2 separate regions of the Mus musculus genome follow, and region 2 is linked to region 1. A link is a contact called in public HiChIP or PLAC-seq data. All regions are on one chromosome and are shown on one strand. Each heading gives the region's core, a stretch centred on a gene start, on an enhancer-like site or on the middle of the called end of the contact. The rest is flanking DNA. Distances are from core to core; before and after follow the strand shown.

The links. HiChIP or PLAC-seq counts read pairs in DNA pulled down with a chosen protein or histone mark.
Region 2: a contact with region 1 is called in an H3K4me3 HiChIP or PLAC-seq map of the SCID.adh cell line, with 26 read pairs. The contact joins the promoter of Cacna1c here to the enhancer-like site in region 1. A contact is called at or near these places in 1 of 15 datasets of contacts at CTCF or cohesin (the NIH/3T3 cell line), 4 of 484 Hi-C or Micro-C datasets (the HL-1 cell line, the P5424 cell line, Sertoli cells and 1 more) and 2 of 115 datasets of contacts at active chromatin or transcription factors (the SCID.adh cell line and cardiomyocytes).

What each region holds. Positions count from the first base shown.
Region 1 is chr6:119,061,382-119,067,764 of GRCm38.p6, forward strand. The region is part of intron 1 of Cacna1c (calcium channel, voltage-dependent, L type, alpha 1C subunit); the gene reads right to left. Among named protein-coding and RNA genes, the nearest start is that of Cacna1c, 44 kb to the right of the region's middle. Within about 2 kb of position 3,775, at least 4 of the 459 cell types and tissues checked have an H3K27ac peak or open chromatin away from gene starts, as enhancers often do. A contact at or near this core is called in the SCID.adh cell line, where this site is marked.
Region 2 is chr6:119,106,636-119,112,513 of GRCm38.p6, forward strand. It overlaps Cacna1c (calcium channel, voltage-dependent, L type, alpha 1C subunit), which reads right to left and starts at 1,860. Exons shown (of 47, transcript NM_001159534.2): 1 at 1,292-1,860. The coding sequence starts at 1,340.

The DNA of each region.
Region 1 (6,383 bases), core at 2,525-5,024:
ACCACTCTAGTCCAAGCCACCATTCATTTCCTGCTGCTGGAATCCCTGAGATTTCTCCCATTTCCAGGTTTCCCTCGCTCCAACCCTAGCCTCACTCACAGGCAGTCACAATGATCTTTTAGGAAATACAAACACTAAATCAGACCCTGTCATTCTCCTACATCAATCATTTTCAAACCCAAACCTCCCATCATGATTCTTGAAATCTGTGCATGCCGGCTCAGGCCAACTTTGCTGGGATTATTGTACGCGGTTTCCTTTCATCCCTCAAACAGATCCGGTTCTTGTCAGCTACCATGAGTTTATGAATACTTAGAAAGTTCTTCCCTCAGCCCCTAGTGCTTTCTATTCATAGGCTAAATCTGGCTTTAAACAACTCTGTCTTAAAACCTCTAATCCCCCAGAACCAGGCAAGACTTCCAGTGGAGGGACTGGAACGCCAACCACAAAACCGTCAAACTACATTTTGCCCTGCCAGCAAGATATGCTGGAGTACAGGTGGCAGAGAAATTGTGGGTGTGGCGAACCAATGATAGTCTAGCTCGAGACCCACACCATGAGAGAACGCCTATCCCTGACCCTGCCTGGAGGACCAGAAACCAGAGGCCAGATGGCCCAGAGATGTAGGATAGAACCAAAAACACCTAGGAAAAAAAAAGAAGTAAAGAAATGATTTTGCCTGGAATAATCACCACCACAGAGGCTCCACTCAGCGACTGATCGTAACAGATGCAGAGACCCAGAGTCAAACATTAGGCAGAGCTCAGCGAATCCTATGGAAGAAGGGAGGGAGGATTGTAGGAGCTAAAAGGGACAAGGACACCACAAGAAAACCCACAGAATCAGCAAACTGGACTCACAGGGGCTCACTGAGTCTGAACCAACAAGCAGGCCACCTGTTTGTGTCTGACCTCAGCCCTCTGTAGATATGCTGTTCTTGTGTGGTTTAGTGTTTCTGTAGAACTCCCAACAGTGGGAGTGGGGGTGGGGAGCTGTCTCTGATGCCTTTGCTTGCTTTTGAGACGCTTTTCCTCCCACTGGGTTGCCTCATCCAGCCTTACTATGAGGGAAGTGCCCAGTCTTATTACAACTTGAGATGCCATAATTGATTGAGATCCCTGGGTGGCCTGGCCTTTTCTAAAAGGAAATGGGGGAGGAGTGGATGGGAAGGGGAAGGTGAGAAGGGTGTGTCCAGGAGGAGAAGAGGGGGGAAAACTGTGGTCAAGATGCAATATATGCAAGAATAAATTAATTAGAAATATAAAAAAAATATCTGTCTATCCAAGGACACAGAACCTAACCAGTAGGATCCAGTATTCTTGCCACCTCCCTCCTCCACACTACCCTTAGGTAAAGATGCTCAGCTCCCTGGGCAACATAAAGGGATCTCTAATGAGCCACAGACATGGAAAAGATATGGACTTCAACATCATAGCCTCCTCCTGTGGTCATGTGACTTCTGCCAGAAATAGAGCTGGTGACTCCTGAAGAATGCCTAAGTGACTGGCAGATCAGAAGGCAGCTTGCCCCAGGAAGGAGAAGGCTGCAATGGCTGTCCTGCTGCAGTCCTTGTCACTCAAGTCCCTAAGTGCACAGCAATGGCCTCCTTTTGGGTCAGGGGTCACCAAAAACCTTTGCAGCCATCTACCTGTATTCTGCATCTATCAAGCCCTCATGGGTGACAAGGGACCCATAGAAGTGTAGTGAAATTGAAGGTGTCCTGGCCTGAGCCAGCGCACACCTGGTGACTGGAAAGCAAGAGGACCTTGTTGTCTCCTGGTCTTGAGCCAGCCAAGACTATCTGTCAACAGCTTAGAGGATCATATCCACAGATGAATCCAGCAGGCCTTACAGGGTCACCCTGTGGCATGGAGTGACAGGCAGACACTGGCATGGATGCTCTTCCAGCTTCTTCCTACTGCCTTCCTACCAGAGACAAAGACCTCAGTCTCAGTTGTCCGAAAGCCAGAATTCCTAATGCACCTTTAAGACTGCACAACTAAGACCCAAAACAAAACAAAACAAAACAAAACCAGACAGGGCAGGAATCTGCTCACTGGTACAGTGCTTCCAGGCCCTGCCAACAGTTTCCTAACCCCAGGGGCATTGGAGGCTGTGACGTCCCCAGCTTCCTACCAAATGCAGATCCCTTGACCTGTTCTGCAACGCTCTTCAGATGTCATTCCTACAAGACACCTATGGCCTCCTGCCCCAACTCTTCCAGCTAACGTCCTTCCATTCCTGTATCCTGTATCCTTTCTTCCTAAAGTCACCACAGCTGCTCAAGACACATCGGCTTACAGCATCGTGCTATGCACTACAGCTCTGTTGTTGTTATTTGGGTTTGGATTTTTGTTTTCTGAGACAGAGACTCACTCTACAGACCTGGATGAGCCTCAAACTCACTCGATAGCCCAAGATGATCTCAAACAAAAGGCCATTCTCCTGTCCGGGCTGCCCAGATGCTGGGATTACAGGCATGAGCCACTACTCCCCATCCCAATCATCACATTTACAGTAGTGAAAATGGGATGTCATTTTGAACTATCCAATATAGTGGCTGTCCGTCAAATGTGTCTGTAGAGCACATGAAACGTCTCTGGGACAATGGAGGAAGCACATTTTAATTTCTATTTCATTTCAATTAATCTCCATCTAAATAGACACAGAGTATCACATTGGGCGGTACTACTGTGCACTCAGAGCAGAGCACACGGTGAAGCCTGGGGTATGAGGAAAGAAAGAGAATAAGGAAGCACTTGGTTTCTAAGCAGGGAAGGGGAGCGACCAAGAATGGGTCTGGATGTGATAGACGGGCGGCTTTTCTTGAACTAACCACTGCCTGCAAAAAGACCTACCAAAGCGTAAGGATTCTCAGCTCTGATAGACAGTGAGGCCACGGCTATCTTTACCTGTCTGACACTCAAAAAACTAAGTGTGGAACAATTCTCCTCAATGGGCTGATAGAAACCTGATATTGTCCCTCAGGCTGGGAGGGGCGGTCGACATGAAAGCTTTCTCCCTTGAGTGTGTCTGCCGTGGAGCAGAGCAACTGAGCTGCTTGAACACAGTCCAGCAGCGTTCCAGCTCTTCCTCACCTTTCCAGAACAGAAGGGATGCGAAGAGCAGTCCCGTGCCCAGAGCTGTCGCATCTGTTCCACCAATAAGGGGCAGCGAGGGGCAAGGACATCTGCAGCATCTCACCAACTCAGCAGATCAGCTGCTGCCTTAAATAGCGCACCTTCCTCTGATGACCCACCAAAGGCAAGGGGACAGGCAGGTAGAGAACCCAAGCCTCTCCACGGCCACAGTAACCAGAAGGTGGCCCTGCTGACAGCACCCGCACCTTCTCAGACCAGCACGGAAACCTCTTCTCTGCAGTGTGGCAAGTCAAGAAGGTGACAGAGGAAAAGGAACCTCCATAGAGAGAGAGTCCTACTGAGGAAAGAGCCATCTGCTCCAGACTAAGGTTAACCTTCCCCACTAGACACTAATCATAGTGCTACGTTATCTTTGGTGGCCAGCATCGGCAGGCATAAAAGGAGGAAAACTCTTGCATGCATGCAGCTAAATCACGGCTCCCATCACTGAGGGCAAACCATGATGATGGTAAACTACCCCTCCACGTCTTCTTCCCCAGCATGGAGGCAAGGGAGGCACCATTTCTGCTGTTCACAACACCACTTGCTGACAGCACCCATAAATTCAGTGAGCTCAGAGTGAGCCTACTGAAAGTCAACATTGCAGACTCTCTCGTTAAGCGATGTAATTGGCTCTGACCGGGGGCAAACATCATGCTGGACAAACAGGAAGTCCTTGGGGTAACTAGTACCTGGGGACAGTGTCACAGCAGCTTGGCAAAACCCTGACAGAATACCTGAGAGTTCACACTTTCACTTTGTTTGTTTGTTTGGTTGGTTGGTTGTTTTGCATTTCCCAAATGTCATACATTGATTCTTCGGTGAGGAAGGACAAGTCTGATTTTGTTTTATAAATTACAGATATCACCAAAATTACCACAGCCAAACTAGTGCCCAACTCCTGTCCCACTGCTGAAAGTTCCTCTAGAGGGGGCCTAGCCTGCCTAGCAAGTATCTGCCTGCTATCACAGAAAGGAGCAGGGATTCCCATCTTCATGAACTCCTGGTGACTTTGTGCTGCCTGAAGCCAAGGCTCTCGACAAAGGCCACACACAGATAGGCATTTGCAGCAGTGACTCTACAGAATAAAACTATGTGGCCTGAAGGTGAACAAGATAGAAAGGTGGCTGAAAACAGGCTTTAGTGGTACACGTACTGTGTCTGTTGTACGTTCCCTATCTGGGGTGAGTAGCTGTACGTGTGGCATCTCCCCAGGGAAAGTTTTGTCACACAACATACACCCAGGCTCCTGAGTCTATAAAGTACCAAATAAATAGACATTTCTCTGGGCCTCAGTCAATTGCTCTGAAAAATAGAATTAGCAACGCATTCTTTGCAGGATGAACAAGAATACTTAATGAGATTGCATGTCTGGAAGTTCTACCCATAGAGCAATAGCTATTAATAAGAACTGCTCCAGATCCCCACACAGAGTGCCTCGGGACACAAAGGAAGACTACCTTCTTTCAATGAAGAGACATGAATATGAAAAGTGTGTTATTATTTTAAATATTCTCCTTATGCACATTCTTCCGTTTATGTAGCCATATCTTCAAGTTGATGCATTCCATATGCCCAGATCAAGTGTCAGTTCCTGAGAGGAAACTGCAAATACAGAGACATCCCACAAAATGTTGCCCCCATTCCAAGGAATCCATCAAGAAAAGGCTCTGAAATTGTCCCACTATTGGGGTTGCATGGCAGAGAGGAGGGGTGCTACCCCTCAGAGTCACACACTGAAAAAACAATATAAGTACAGAAACAGAGTCACGAAGGCCTATAGTCTTACACCTGGATGCCTCTCATCCTCACCAAGGTAGAAGAAAACACCATTTCCTTATTCCTTCATATTCCCGGACATTTAATAATGCTATGTGAAAAGTATAACATTTATTTCACTTACAATGGGGATTATGCCTATTTGTCTTGTTAACTCCCCAAAGCCCCTACCAACAGGCAAACAACAAGGCAGAAGGCAACCAAAGCAACAGCAAGAAAGCCACAGGCAAAATAAGCTCCATATCGATATACAGCTGTCTAGGCCCAGACTTGCCCCACATTTGGTGGACTCTTTCCAATGCAGAAGTAGCCTGAGATTGCATCCAGCTACTCTGCTCACTGCCTCCTATTAGCTTGTGCATAGGGCCACACGACCTTCTGAAAGCTACACATGAGAACCAAGTGCAACCAAGGGGCATTCATCTGAGAAGGGTAGCGAGGAAGACCCTGGGAGGTCTCTTTCTCTTCCCTCTCATTCTGTCCATCCCAGCCTCATCACAGTTACATGGAAGTCCACAAAGCCAGAGAGGCAGCGCCACAACCAGTATTTCTACGATTAACACTAGAAGGTAGCAAGTGTTGGTAACAATACAAAAGAGCAGAAGGAAGCCTCGCGCACGTCTTGTCAGCAGTGTGGCATGGTACAAGCCACCGTGCAAAGCAGGATGACAGTTCCTCAAAAATTAAATATTTGACTACTACATGACCCAGCAATTCCACTAGTGGGCGTAGAGTCAAAATTATTAAAAATTAAGAGGCCCAACAGGTGTTTGCACACCAAGGTTCACAGCAGCGTTTCTCACAAGAGACGGAAGACGGGAGCAACACAAGTGTTCACCAATGGATCAACAGGTTAGCAAAGTCAAAGTGTGTTCCACATTGGAATATTCCTCAGCCCTAAGGAGAAAGGGTATTCTGACACATGTTCCAACAAGAAGGAAAACATTATGATACGTGAAACAAGGCAGATATAACAGGATTTCATTACTGGGGGTTATTCAGCCTACACTCTAAATCGAACTGTCTCCATCTTCATCAGATCTGATTTTAGGGAGAGGCTATGGCAAATAGCCTGGGGACAACAAATGTGACGGCATCCATCCATCTGTGCAGCTTTGGGAAAGCCATCACCCATGCTGGGCAGACTCTCCAGTTGCTTTTGAGACCATCAAAGCTCCTGTTAGTAGCCTTCACCAACACTCTGGAGTAGCCCAATAGCACATATAACTCAATAAGGAGGTAGACTTTGTGGTCTAAGACACCCAAGGGTCCTTCCAGCAGGAATAACAAGAGAGTATAAACCAGTACTGAAGGGACCCCACGCCCTCCACAAACACTTCCAGGAAGCAATGACGCAGGCCCAGAGAAGGATTCAAAGAATCTTGATTATAAATTACTTTCAAATATCAAATAAATCATACATGCGGATGCACAAACAGGCCTTCACAACTGAGTCAAACCAGA
Region 2 (5,878 bases), core at 610-3,109, 43 kb after region 1:
TCTTAAGGAGGACAAAATCCCAATGCTGCCACCCAAGACAGAAAGCAGAAAGCCAGCTGCTTCCAGATGAAAGAAGACCAGCTGTAAAGCCAGCTCCCCGGCAGCCTTAATCTGCAAAGGCAATAGCCCTTTCCCCAAATGGTGACAAAAGGGTAAAAGGAAGAAGGGGCTGGGTACCAGTATCAGGCCTGGAGATTACTTCCACAAGGCAAGGCTCTGGAGAGTCACTAAGAAGTACCCTGGCAAGGCAAGGAAAGACACAATGTGGAAGAGCAACGGTAGCTGCTGAAGGCGAAAGAGAAAGGGAACAGTCAAGCAACGGGGCAGAGAGCCCGTAGAAAGGGCATCTTGGGACTGCAAGACACTTCAGCTTGATCACCTTAACCACTAAGCAATGTCAAAAATAATAACTTGTCGATGGGGACTGGGGAGGAGAGGGAGAAAGTTTCCAAGAAGTGGGGAGCTACCCGAAAGCCATTCACCATTAGAGGGGAGCTGATGACACTTGATGCCCAGGATGGAGATGCTTAGAGAACACTAAGTATGGAGCCTCAGAGCTAGTCACACCCTTTCATGATTCCCTGAAAACATGGAAAAGCAAAGCCCACACATCACTGAGGCTTCTAACCGCTTTCCATCCTCAGGTGCGAGTCCACACTGGGGTGCTAACAGTAACACACCCGGCACCCGGCGTGGGCTCGCTCGGGGTCAATGGCAGTGGAGAGGTGGGCGGTGTTGAGAAGCCGAAGAGCCTGAGAGCCTGGAGAGAGGAGGCGCGCTGAGACGCACAGCTGCAGCCCCCGCCCCCACCCCCACCCGCGACCCGGAGCGCACTGCCCGAGGAAGTGGCGTCGGGAAGAGTGGACGTGGGGCAGCCTGGGGGGCCACCGGCGCGGGGCTGGTCTCCGTAGGGGTGCGCGCGAGAGCGCGCGTTCCCTGCCGCGCCCCAGCAAAGCAAGGGACCCCGAAGCAGCGGCTCCTCGGCTCGCCGTGGCCAGACTGGCCGGCCGGCTTTCGAGGCAAAGGCGAGAAATGCAGGCAGCGCCGACACTTGGGGAACTTTCCCCCTCGCTCGGGATTTCATGGGAACCACATGCTCCGAAGAAGCCCGGCCGCGGAGGGGGAGGGGCGGGAATTTTCCGCTCCGGCTCGCACGGCGGCTCGGCCGGCTCCCGCGGGCTCCCGCGCGCGGGGTTGGCGCCCCTCGCGAGGCACGCGGCGAGGGCCGCTCCACCGGGACCCGCCGTGGGCAGCGCGGGCGAGCCCGGCGAGGCGCTGGGGTCCCGCTTACCTTGGTGGTTTTCCTCTGGAACGTACATCCTCGTGTTTTCATTGACCATTGGCCAAAAACTGCTTGGAAAGGAGAAGCCACAAAGAGGAAGAAATGCAGCAACAGCCGCGAGCGGCTCGGGATGGATCCCTCCTCCGAGGCCGGCGGCTCTCGCGCAAATCCAGGAACCCGTGGATCCGCAGTGGTTCTTGCTCCCTTCGGGTGATTACCTGATCCCCATTATTGCACCAAACACCAAAAACTGCTGCTTTCCACTACCGCCTCCTTTCGTGAGATTGTAATGCATCCTCAGTACATCCGGGCCCCTTCCAAGAATTTAGCACCGCACCTCTGGCGGCTACACCATTTGAAAATAAAAATGATAAGAATAATAAATGGAGAGGCAGAGCGAGAAGAGGCGCAAAGGCGAGGCGAGGGAAAGCGGCGGGCCCGCGGCGCCGGGTGGACCCCGAGCCGCCAGGGGGCCCGAGGCGTCTCCGGCCCGCCCAGGGCGATCGCCGCGAGGCCCCGACCCGCGATCTTCGGCGACGGCAGCCGCGAACACCTGAGGGCGAGCCCGCGGGAAGCGTCGCCGCCGCCGCCGCCACTGCCGCCGCCGCTCCGGGCCGCGCCGCGCCGAGCGCCGTTCTGGCAGGGAGCTGTTTCTGCAGAGGCAGCGAGAGGGAGACACCGGGCGCGAGAGCGCGGCGCGGCCTCCCTCCTCCCTCCAGCCCCGCCGCGCCCGCGCCCGCCCCTGCCCGCGCCCGCCCGCCCGCCCGCCCGCCCGGCGCGCCGGAGCAGACGAGCTGAACGCTTCCAGATGTGGCGGCGGCGCGCGGCGGGGACCGGAGCCCGAGTGGAGCGGCGCCGCCACGCGAGAACCCCCTGGCTTCGCGACGGCGGGGAACGAGCCCAGGAGCGGACACACCTCCGAGAGCCCGGCTGCAAGACCTCCACCCTCCCGAGGCCCCGCGGCCACCGCGCGTCCCTGGGGGGGTGGGGGGGGGCGCCACGCTAGCAAGGCCTGGGAGGGGAATCCCGGCAACACGAACTACAATGTGCCCAACTCCCGGCCCCTTTCACATCGACCGGACGAAACAGCAAAATGAGCCGTGATTCTGTTGATCGATTACAATCAGAGCGGTTGTAGAAGTGACACACACAGGCAAGGATGGGCAGATGGGCGGGGAGAGAGAGAGCCCAAGAGGCGGAGCCTTGTGGGCAAGGCAGCAGTGGTGCCCAGATGTCTGAGAACATTAACACAGCCAGGTTTGCTCTCTCCTTGGGGTCAGGCGAGCACGTGTTCTGCCAGTGTCTCCTTACCTACTTCTCTTAATTCTGCCACCCTGGCGGGGAGCTATGAAACACTTCTCCCTGACTCTCGCTGTCACAGTAATATGTATGGCACCTCCTGCACGCACGACCCTCTAGATGGGGCTGGTGAGCCCATTCTAGAAGGGCCTACCACTGGGAAACCAGATCTAAATATCAACCCTTAGAAGACTTCACGCCCTGTCTCCAGGTTCCCTAAAAGACCCTATCATCTACGTGGCTTTAAGCACGGCTAAGTGTCAGCTGCAAATCTCCAGTTTAGACCTTCCTTCTCACCCATAGGCCAGCCAACCTGCCCTCTCCACTTGAGAATCAAACCTTATATGTCCAGGCCTGCTTCTCACACAGCCTTCCCCCAACTCAGCTGAAGAACCCTGGAGACACCTTGACTTGATCTCCTCCACCGCTTCACATCAGTATATCTCGGAATTCACCTCAGACAGAACAAGGCAGTGTAACCTTCCCTGGCTTTCTCTGCTGCCACCTTCCATGGCTGAGCCAAAGTTCTACCTCTGGCGCTCTGCAGTAGCTGGTTCTCTATTTACCCTCCTCTCCTCGGGTTCGTTCGGTTGGAACAATCCACTTCAAAGGGTGCGTCTAACCCAGACCCTCCAGTGGCCTCTGTCATTTTAGTGACAGTGACAGTATCCTACAAGGACTGCAGGAACAGCTAGGGACGACGTCCATCACACACTTTCCAACTGCTGTTCCTCCTCGCTGTTCCTCCAGAAATGATCCCCTCGCCTGCACTCACACCCTGCACACACAAACCTCTTTCCCCTGTTCTTAGTCTTACCCTGAGTAAACACTGCGACCTGCCTACCCCCAGCAAAGACTCCTAGTACTGTTTTCTCACTGCGTTTCTTGGAGCAACATCTGGTAGGTAGTGGGTACCTAATACATTCATGCTGAGTGAGTGAATGAAGGAATGAAGGAATGTCCCCAGAAGTACCATTCGCTGCATCATCTCAAGATGCCTCCCTGGTCACTGCTTGAGACCCAAAACCTTACCAACTCCTCATTTTCCCTAAATTAAACTTAATGGTGATCTAATTGTTTGTTGCTGCTCTAAGGGGTGTGTCTTTGCCATCCTGGTCTGTGATTACTCAACTTGCAACCTCCAGTGTGAGAAAGAAAATTAGAAATTACACAGTCCCATTTGGGGAGCTTGTTGGATTGTATCTCAAGGGCAAGTGTGACTGATTGTATAAGCCAATAATAAAATTGGTCTGCAGTCCCATTGCACCCTGTGGCACAAGAAGAGTGATGGCTCATATTGTCACATAACTCTGTGCCAACCATGGAGCAATACTCTACAGGCGTTGCCTCACTGGCTCCACGCTGCTACATCATAAGGTAGGAATTATTGTCTCTATTTTATAGATGGGAGAGACTGACACAAGTGCTCCCTGGCCAGGGACACCCAACTGGGACCTCGTCAGGGAGAACCTGACACCAAATTCATTTTCTTGTATTTATCTTGCTCTCTGCTGAGCAGGGTGGCCAAGGGTGACACGGGGGGCGGGGGGGTAGAGCTGCAAGAGCTGACTAGAGAATACACTTCACAAAATAGTCTGGGATGGAGAACCAAACCTTGGCGTGCTGGGGTCCCTTGTTTGATTGACAGCCTAACTTTCCTGTAAGTAGGCAAATACTATCTCCCTGCTGCTTTCGTTTCATTTTTCTCTCCTCTTTTCTGCTGTTAGTGTGTTCTTTTCTTTCCAAAAAAAAAAAAAAAAAGTGTTTCCTAAGTATTTGGTCTTCAAAGCACGCCCATGTCTCACTTTCTAACTTTGGAAGCCAGCCCTGGGTGTTCTTTTGCAAGGTAACAAATTCTCCACCCACCAAAGACCATTTAGAATTGGGATGCAGGGTTGTGGGGGGAGGTTTGGGGGGGGGTAGCCACCTGCTTCTCTCCCTGAGAGCTTTGACCCTGGCTACAAGTGTTGTCTTTTCCCTGTGCCAGGCCTGCCACACAGTATTGGACGTGGGCACATGCCCCCCCATCCCCAAGACACACACACACACACACACACACACACACACACACCTTCCATGTCTTAAGAAAGTGAACTGTGCTCCTTCCTATACACTGCGCTTTGTACATATGGAGGCTCTTCGTGTACAACTTACTCAGGATAAGATTCTACTCCATGCCCACAAATGTTTCCTTTGGAAGAAATTAAGGGTACATACAGTGAGCAACTTAATTGCAGTGTATTTGTGTGAGTGGGGAAACCTGAAAATAAGCTAAACATAAGGTTGATTAAATAATACTATTTCAAAATCATTTGTGTCATGTGTGTATAGTTGCTCGCATAGCCCTGTGAGGTGCTTCTGTTTACCATGCCCCGAGGGAGAAAACGAGGTTTGTTCACTTGCTCACGTTTTTGACAGACAGAAGTGTGGGATTCAAACCCCAGCGATCTCAGCAGTCTGTCTTCCTCCACCTGTCTCTTAGCCACTCTACATATAAACTAGGGCTGTGACATAAACATAGAAAAATCCAACTGACACAAGCAATACTACAGAGAAGTATTAGTGGTAAGGAAAAACCAGTAACGAAATATCTCATTATGTATGGTTCCCTTTTTTAAGGATGTGAATTCTTGAACTAGAAAAAAAAGGTATTGGGGTGGCGGGGAGTCCCATCAATTTGCTGGCAGAAACTCCCTGGTGAGCTACACAAATAAGTCAGGTTTTTCTCATCTTTCTTCTTGTCTGACCATAGGTATGGGAGCCAGGCTACCATGCAGGTACATCCCAGTCTTAGGAAAGAGGACCCTGTTGCCTTGCACTAAAGGACAGAAGCTGAGCCCCAAGGTATCCTTCTGCCCACCTGACAACCACTTTCCCTCAAGGCTCCACCCACCTGCAGAAATTTCCTTTAATGATCAGTGCTGTCAACCTGACAGAGTCACTTCTGTCAGAATTCTTCATGTGGGCCTGGAGGGACTAATTAAGCTAGGTTAATCGATTAGAAAAGACCCACCTTTACTCACCTTAAATGTGGACCATGATGGAGGAGGCTAGAGAAGCAGGATTCATATCTCTCTGCTTCCTGATGCTGATGCTCTGACCAACTGTCTCGAGCTTCTACAGCCGTGCCCCCCTCAACAATGATGGACTGTACCCTCAAACCGTGAACCCAAATAAATCTCTCCTTCCTTAAATTACATCGCCAGATGTGTTGTCACAGCAACAAGCCTAAAAACCTGAAGCATTCCCTGATCAATGTTTCAACCCCAAGTGTACTGTTCCATCCTCGATGGCACC